Linked DNA regions of Mus musculus: all the other regions are linked to region 2. The links are chromatin contacts, called in public Hi-C and HiChIP or PLAC-seq maps. All regions are on one chromosome and are shown on one strand. Each heading gives the region's core, a stretch centred on a gene start, on an enhancer-like site or on the middle of the called end of the contact. The rest is flanking DNA. Distances are from core to core; before and after follow the strand shown.

What was found. Hi-C and Micro-C count contacts between places; a contact is called where the count stands out from the background. HiChIP or PLAC-seq counts read pairs in DNA pulled down with a chosen protein or histone mark.
Region 1: a contact with region 2 is called in an HNF4G HiChIP or PLAC-seq map of pancreatic cancer cells. The contact joins two enhancer-like sites. A contact is called at or near these places in 1 of 484 Hi-C or Micro-C datasets (muscle stem cells) and 1 of 115 datasets of contacts at active chromatin or transcription factors (pancreatic cancer cells).
Region 3: a contact with region 2 is called in a Hi-C map of muscle stem cells, with 2.8 times the contacts expected there. The contact joins the promoter of Rab22a here to the enhancer-like site in region 2. A contact is called at or near these places in 5 of 484 Hi-C or Micro-C datasets (muscle stem cells, nephron progenitors and uterus), 2 of 115 datasets of contacts at active chromatin or transcription factors (the 230-238 cell line and pancreatic cancer cells) and 1 of 9 other capture datasets (pancreatic islet).

What each region holds. Positions count from the first base shown.
Region 1 is chr2:174,024,189-174,026,888 of GRCm38.p6, forward strand. No RefSeq gene overlaps it. Among named protein-coding and RNA genes, the nearest start is that of Gm30143, 6.3 kb to the left of the region's middle. Within about 2 kb of position 1,438, at least 32 of the 459 cell types and tissues checked have an H3K27ac peak or open chromatin away from gene starts, as enhancers often do. A contact at or near this core is called in muscle stem cells and pancreatic cancer cells, where this site is marked.
Region 2 is chr2:173,789,138-173,791,837 of GRCm38.p6, forward strand. It overlaps the pseudogene Gm14371. Among named protein-coding and RNA genes, the nearest start is that of Vapb, 53 kb to the left of the region's middle. Within about 2 kb of position 1,289, at least 109 of the 459 cell types and tissues checked have an H3K27ac peak or open chromatin away from gene starts, as enhancers often do. A contact at or near this core is called in muscle stem cells, nephron progenitors, pancreatic cancer cells and 2 more, where this site is marked.
Region 3 is chr2:173,658,515-173,661,214 of GRCm38.p6, forward strand. Rab22a (RAB22A, member RAS oncogene family) reads left to right here and starts at 1,331. Exons shown (of 7, transcript NM_024436.3): 1 at 1,331-1,627. The coding sequence starts at 1,592. It also overlaps the pseudogene Ppp4r1l-ps.

The DNA of each region.
Region 1 (2,700 bases), core at 188-2,687, 240 kb after region 2:
CCATCCCCCTGCCTCCACTCCTGGCCCCAATTCTCTGTATCGGTTTTCTGGTCACGGCCACAGAATACCTGACATAAGGAGAATAAGAATTTACTCCGCTCCCATTTTCTGAGTGTTCAGTCCATCATGAGGTAGCACTGGGCTTTGGGGGTCCACTGTGAAATAACCAGCATGTGGGAGGGAACATGTAGAGAAACCGGGGGTTCACTCCATGGCAACAGGAAGCAGAATAGAGCCATAACAGGAAGGGGCAATACAACACAGAGCCTGGACAGACACACTTCCAGGGAGCTATTCCTCAGACCAGGCCTCTATCCCAGTCTTGGTATCTTCCAAAAGTCTACTCATATTTTAGATCCATCAGTGATTTAAACTATGCATTGGGTCCAAGTCCTCATGATCTAACCCTGGTGGTCCTTGAAGACCACCCAGACATGTGGTTTGCTAAGTTCTGGAATGTTCTCAGTCCCGTAAAGGTGACGATAAACATTAACTATCAAGTGACCCAGTCGCCTCTCCAGCCCCGGCCTCTGAGTCTCGGAGAAGTAAGCAGCACACTGAGGCTTAATGTTCCCGATATCGCTGGCTTTCCAGTTCAAATATGATATATTATGTTGTGGTTTAAGATCCCCTAGGACTGCAACAAAGATGTAGCCAAAAGCTGGGTGTTTTGCTGGGGTTAGAGTTTCTAGCTGGGTTATGATCAGGCTAACTTGACTTCAGGGTTCAGACCCAGTTGAGTTGGAGACAGTTTGAGACAGACTCTCTCCCCATCTCTTTCCCTCTCTCCTTGTTAAAACTGGAATGGAAGTTTTCATACTGGCTATGAGCAGGCTACTGAGAGGAAGACCAGAGAACTTTTTAACCTAGAAGAGCGTCAACTGAAGTGAGTTTTCAAATGAAAATACCAAACTATGATGTGCCTGGTGAACTGCGTGTGCACACATGGCACACATGGGACAACTTGCTGCTCTTGTCAGGCTTGGGTGTGGGGACCCAGAGACTGAAGCAAGTGCACTGTGTATAGTGTGTGCACAGGAAGGTCAGTATGACTATGTGCATGTGTGAATATTTAATGCAGTGTGTATGCATGAGAATGCATTTCAAATACAGTGTGCTCATGTGCCTATGTGTGCAGTGAGTATACAGTATGTGCATGAGTGTGTGTGTGCATGAGTGTGTACAGGAGGTAGTGTGTCTATGTACATGGGAGTATGTATGTGAGAATATACAGTGCAGTATGTGCACGTGACCATGAATAACAAATATAGTGTGCCAGTCCGTGTGTGTGTGTGTGTGTGTGTGTAGATAATTGTACATGGTGAGTGTGTGCGGTGCTCAGGTTTTTGCAAATAGGTGCTTGTACAATGTTCCTGAGCCTGCTTTTCCCTCTCTCCCTGTTCTTCTGTCACGCTAAAGCCTCATTAATGTGCAGAGGGTGTTGAAGTCAGAGCCTGGATGAGTCACCGCTGAGCTGCAGACAGTGGAGGCCGCTGAGCTGTGGACAGTGGGGGCCGCTGAGCTGTGGGCAGTGGGGGCCGCTGAGCTGTGGGCAGTGGGGGCCGCTGAGCTGTGGGCAGTGGGGGCCGTGCTGGGTAGGGCCTCCCCACTGGCCTCCGTTCTCAGCCAGCCTTCTCACCACACACACCCACCTTCCCTGGGGTGGGGTGGTGTCAGCCTAGCGGCTCTTTGGGAAAGAGACTTAACTCCAGAGGCTATGGATGTTTTTCTCTCTGCAGACCTCAGCAGAGGTTGGCAGGACAGACACTCTTTCCAAGATTGCCCTTCTCAGCACCCTGTGAATATTGATCTGTGCCCCCGGTGCTCAGTCTACCCATGCAGGTGTCTCTCACATGTGACTCTTTATTGGGGAGCTACCTGCCCCCAACAGAATCACCATCCTTTCCTATACAGCCAGCTTGCCCTTCTGGGTATGGCACGGAAGACCCAAGCACCACACAAGGTCTCATGACAAGGTCTCAAGACAAGGGTCTCATGAGGCAGGTGAATAACAGGAGTGCTTCAGGCAGACAGAAGCACCACTTGAGGTGTCTCTGTAGACATGGGGATTGCCTGAAATTACCACATTCGTGAATTGGGGTGCAAACCCCACAGATCTGCATGCTGACAGCCCAGGGCTTGCTACAGGGTGGGAGCTAGGGAGACACATCCTAAATGGAGACTGGGTAACAACCAGGCAGAGAAGTCAGTAGTTTCAGGAATACATGACTAAGAGAGCTACTCCAGGAGCAGGCTTAAATGGAAAGAAGAGCTAACTGCAAAGACCCTCTGTCTCAGGCAGTGGGATTGGCTGAGGAGGGCAAGATTGGATGGCCGCAGATGAGGCCTCTGGCTGTAGGATGGAGGTGGGGTTCTGTTCTCAGTGAAATAGGAAGCTGGGAAACAGTCAGAAAAGGGTGATGGTGTTATGAGTCACATTCCAAGGCAGGAGGCCTCTGTAGGGGACCAGAGAGCAGCAGAACACCTTCCCTGTTGAAAGGAGACCCACGGTCTTTAGAGACAGCTCCTCAATGACTCCAGGCTGGATCCTTATTTGTACTTAGCAGTGCTGGTGGCCATCTCTTATGCACCTCAGACCGTGTGCTCACCGAATCCTCTCCACATACTCTGAAGACAACGATGCTAGCCTGCTTATCAGGCAGCCCCAAATAGCACATTCTTCCTCTCCAGGGTGGTTTG
Region 2 (2,700 bases), core at 39-2,538:
GCTGGCCAGGCAGCCAGTTCTCTAAGCCCAGACCTGTGACACATGAGCTTGCTTCTGAGCCTTATCCTGACCACCTACGAATTCAGCTCTCCAAGGCCTACTGTCAGGGAGGAGCTACTACCTATCCATCCCAGCCTCAGTCTCACTCCCATCTTGCTGGCCACATTCTCTTCTCCCTTTCTACTTAGCCTAGAACTTCTGAAGGAAGTGGAGGGAGAGGAACAGAGCCCTGACCCTCTTCAGCTCAGAGTCTGAAAGCCGGACTCCCTCCTGAGGTGTCTTGCATTTCTTTTAACAAACAAGACCTCCTTTGCTTGTTACTTCTCCCCTTAGTCTAAGAGATTTAAAAGGTACCCCAGGACTAAGATATCAATTATTAAATGCCCCCTAGGAAGGGCAACACACTGGGAGGAGGCCCCCCTCAACAAGTCTGCACAGTGTTGTTGGTTTTCTAATTGGGGGCTGGATGGCCTAGAGCCCTCTGCCAGTCACCTGCTGTGGGGCAGGCCTTCAGGGCCAGGGCAGGAGGCTTGACCGACCTATGGCTCTTTCAAGGGGTTCAGGACCTCTCGGTCCCTTGGGGTGCCTGGGACAGTGTCAGGTCCCGTGGCCTCCTGATCTGAGACAGGAGTTACCCTCGATGCTCTAAAACCAACTACCCCAAGAGAGCCAAGTGTCCTCCAGGTCTTATGTCTGCGTTTGGCTCCGTCCATTCTTTCTGAAAAAGCAGTATGGAGAGTGCTTAAAGCCAGTGTGTGCCTTGTAGATACTTAATAGCCCATCCTGAGCCTCCAGACAGGATGCGGGCGGCATTTACCCATTCAGCCAGTGTTTGGTAAGCTCCCGCCTGCAGGGCCAGGTGACACTGCAAGCGGGAGGCCCAGCAGGGGCCCTGACAGGAGGTCTGCTGTTCTGGAGATCCAAGTGAATAAACAGGATGTTGTTGATAAATGTGTGATGGAGATGTAGGGGGCGACAACCCAGCTGAGCAGGGGCTGAAGGAGCCGGAAGGAGTGGGCTGAGCTCTGTGAGAAAACAGAGATGACCACAGAATGGCTGGCATGGAGGAGGGGGCTGCCTGGACTATAGGAGAGTCCTCCAGTGTGGACGGATGATTTCTGCCCTTTGTGGAAGTGGGTCTTCCATCTCTTCAGGTGACTAGCTCTGAGCAGACGGGAGGTGGACGGCTGCCACCCGAAGCCCACCTCTGTAAGTGGGAACAACCCCTGCCCCCAGCCCTCATCAGTGACTAATGGCCCTGCACCAGCCCCTGCCAGGGCCCTAATGCAATTCCACCTGCGTCAGAGGCTCCAGCCAGAGCCTGAGTCACCCTGGCTCCCAGGAGAGGACACACGGAGAGGCCGAGCGAGCGTCAGCAGCACACACACACACACACACACACACACACACACACACACACACACACACACACACACACACTGCTTCTTTGCTCGGTGGTACCGCTGGGAGATTAAACACATTCGCTTAGAGAAAAGCAAAGAAACAACGGCCTCTGCTAGGCAGAGTCTGGTAGCTAACGGGCCTCCGAGAGCTGTGTACAATCTAAACTTTTTATTAAAAAGAAAAAAAGCTCTTTTGCTCTCCTGGGACTTGCACTGTGAAATTATCAACCGCACGGGCTTTGCCTCCCTGTCAACGTGACTGCACACACAGTGGAGAACATTAATTTTGTTTTGTTTTTTCACAGCCGAGACTAGGCTCTTCCCTTCTGCCAAGGAGAATGCTTCTGGGTCTCTCTCTCTGCCAGGGTGGCAAGGCCTGGGGGTTTCGAGGCCCTGGCCTCTGCCCACCACTTCTCTCCTCACTAAAAGAGGCTTTCTTCTGTCAGCTCTCTCCATAGTGGGCATAGCGAACGAAGCCCAGCCCGGAAGCACCCTCTGATTTAGCGTATGTAACCAGGTAGCACAGGACCTGCTGAGCCATTCCAAATGACCTTCCCTGTTACAGCAAGAAGCCCCCACATTCCTCCTAGAACGCCCTGACCTCTGTCCCCAGCCGGGATCTAGCTGACCCAAGCCTCTGCTTACTGTGAAGCCCTGTGCCAAGCCCCTCTCTGTGCCCACATGTCTCCATATGGAAGCTACAGAGAAACTGCTTCAGTCTTTCCCACCAGGGAGGCCACAAGTGGCCTTTGGCTTTCACCAGTCCCTGTATCCTCAAGAGTCACCTATGTTCTCAGGCCCTTTCCACCCGGCCCCAGGCATTTCTGAGCCCACCGGGAAGATGCTGAGATGGGGTTACATTGTCTAGAAGATAGACATGAATGAATTAAAAGCCCTTCTAACACTGATCAACATGTGGCCATGGTGGGTGGAAGAGAGGGGGGGGGGTGATGTTTTGGGGGGAGGCACTAATGCTAGTCTTCTTGAGGAGATAGTATTCAGTCTGAGACTTGAATGAAAGTGCCGAGGGAGGACATGTGGCAGAGATCCCCAGCCAGCCCCCTTCTGCAATCAAGAAACAGAGAGGCAGACACATCTGGGGTGTAGGGAGCCTTGGCTGGACGCTGCTGCAGACAGCCAGAGCTTCGGTGCTCCGTATAGGAGGCACAATGGAGGGATGAGGGAGGGGGTATTGGGAGTACGCAGCAGGCTGGGCTTCACCCCTGCTTTGTTCCTCTCTCCTCTCTCCCACATGTCTTTTCTTTGGAACTATAGTCCCGTTGGTTGACTTTAATAA
Region 3 (2,700 bases), core at 81-2,580, 130 kb before region 2:
CACACACTCAGGGATCAAATGTGCTCAACACTGCAATGGTCTACCAAACATTCTCAGTCAACATCAACTCCTGTCAGGGAGTTTCAGGTAGGGAAGGGAAGGGGACAGAAGTAACTCCTAGGGCTGGGACTCAGGAAGCCCCAGTTGACTGTGGTGATTTGTGTCATCTGAGGTGATTTGACCTCAACCACCAGCAAGCCTCCCTGGGTTTTTTTTTTTTTTTTTTCCTGCTCCCCTCTGGCTTGTGAGGGAGATCTAGTTCATCTTTGTAAATTCATAAGCCCAACAAATGGCCCGAGCAAGTAGAGGTAGGCGCTGAAAAACTATATTGGATAGACAAGCCAAAGCTTCGTTTGTCCATTAGCCACAAATTGGAACTTGCACTTCGAAGGTGGCATCTCTCTCAGCTACTGTCTCTTAAAATAATTCCAGAGAAGAAGTGGAGGCTGAGAAGGGTCAAGTGGAAGAGACCCACTCAAAACATGGAAAGCAGTGGGCTCCATGAAGACATGGAGCTGGCCAGGCCCACAAGTAGGGCGTCACTCCCAAGCCCTAACTAGGAACCCAAGGAGGTTCCTCCCAGGTTGGGATTGGCTTTCCCTCTCACAGCTCCTAGCGCAGCCAGAGGAGAAAGTGACAGGAAGACAAAGTTTCCAACAGACCCAAGTCCTAGCCCAGGAGGGAAGGGCACCTGAGAAGAAGCGGGCTCGAGATAGGCTCGACCTGAGGCTCCTGTCCCGTCTAAGTGCACCCCACAGTCCTCTGGGAGGGACCCAAGGAGGGGCGGGGCGCCCCAACTGTTACTTACAGTCCTCTAAGTCATCCTGCAAGTCCACAAAGTACAGAGGGATCTCTGAAAAAAAATCAAAAGACACACAAGGAGCTACACGGGGCTGCGCGGGCGGCGAGTCCCGGGCTCGTGCGGAGGTGGGGTGAGGGGGGCTCTCGGGGAGGGGAAGGGGAGCCGTCGGAGACCCCTGAGCCTAGACCCCACTCACCCGCCATCTTAGGATGTGCCAGAGGGCGGGGCTGGAGGCGGGGGCGAGCCCAGAGGCCACGCCCATCCCTCGCGCTCCGCCCACCAGCCTGGCCTCACTCACCCGCCGCCATCTTGGGACGGGTGGAAGGTGGAGCTAGAGGCGTGGTAGCTTCAAGATTACGCCCCATCCCGCCCCGCCCACTCCTTAGAGAAGATGGGGCTGAGGCGGAGCTGGAGGGTGGGGCGACGCTGAGGCTCCGCCCATTGGTGCTCCGCCCACCCGCCTGTGAGCTGCGAGCCGGCCGCCCCGCCCTCGCGGAGAAGGTGGCTGCCGAAGTGGGCGGGGAGGTCAGGTGACCCAGCTGGCGTCCCAAGATGGCGGCGGCGGTAGCGCCCGGGAGGCCAAGGCGGTGTCCCGGCTGTTGAGGTGACTCCGCCGGACAAGTGACGGGGTCGGCCGGACCGGAGGGCGGCGGCGGACGCACGGCCGCCCGGAGTGCTCGGCCGGGACTTGGCGGTGAGGCGGCGGCGCCGGGGGATGCTGGTGCTGGGCCGGGCCTCTCCCTCCTCAACTTAGGGCGGCGGCGGGCCCGCACCCCTGGTTCCCGGGCCATGGCGCTGAGGGAACTTAAAGTGTGCCTGCTCGGGGTAAGTTGCAGCGGGCGGGGTCCGGAGGGTCGCGGAGGCCGGGCGGGCGGGCCCCGGCACTCCAGGGCCCCTTGCACCCCTTTACGCTCAGCGCGGGACGCAGCCCCCCACAGACCCCTTAGGGCGGCGGGACCAGCAGGCTGTGCCCCACCCAAGGCCCCCAGGTGTCAGGGTGGCCCCCGGCGCCCCGGAGCGACGCCCTCTTTCCATCCCACAGTGAAGTAGCCCACAGGTAGTTTCCTTCCAACTTTGCGAGGGACACCTTTAAAGTTAGACAAGTTTCTGAAAGTTAACCCTCCCCAGCAGGGCTTTGGGTTTTATGCGCACACTTGGCCTCCTTTCAGCAATGTGGGATGGTTTTGAACTTTTGGGACGTCTTTGACACTTCTGCAAGAGTTACTTTCCATTAAAGTTCACTCTTCACTAGAACAGGGAGGAGTTACCAGGACTTTGAAGGTTCAGCTTCCGGTCCTCTCACAGTAGTTTGGCCTTTTCAGAGCCTTCTAATGATCTCCTTCCTGAGTTTCTGTTTTAATGACTGAAAAAAAAAAAATTCCAATAACTACATGGTTTTTGCCCCTTAGCAGGGTGGGGCTAGGGTTCATCCCGATTACTCCGCAACTTGGGAGCGCATAGTTTTACTGGTATATGTTAAAAGGCCAGTGAGTCCAGTCACCTTTCACACAGGACAGGCATTGAAGAGGCCTTTTTACTTTGGGAGGGAGCAGGAGTTCAGTCTTAGAGACTAAACCTAAACCTTGTACATCCTAGGCAAGTCCCGCCACTGAGTTGTGTGTCCCCAGTTTGCTTGCTTCTATTTTTTTAGCAGGATCTCCAGAAGTTGCCCAGGATAGCCTTGAAATCTCAGCCTCAGCAGGCCTTGAACTTGGAACCCTCCTGCCTCTGCCTCCCAGATTTGCTAAGATCGCAGTCCTGTAGCACTAGGCCGTCGTAGGTCTTTCCGGAGGTCCTAGTGTCACTTAAGAACTGCAGAATCCTTCCCCAGTACTTTCAAGATGGTTTCTCACTAGTTGGCCATGACTGGCACTGTGCTCAGTTCTTAGGCTAAGAAA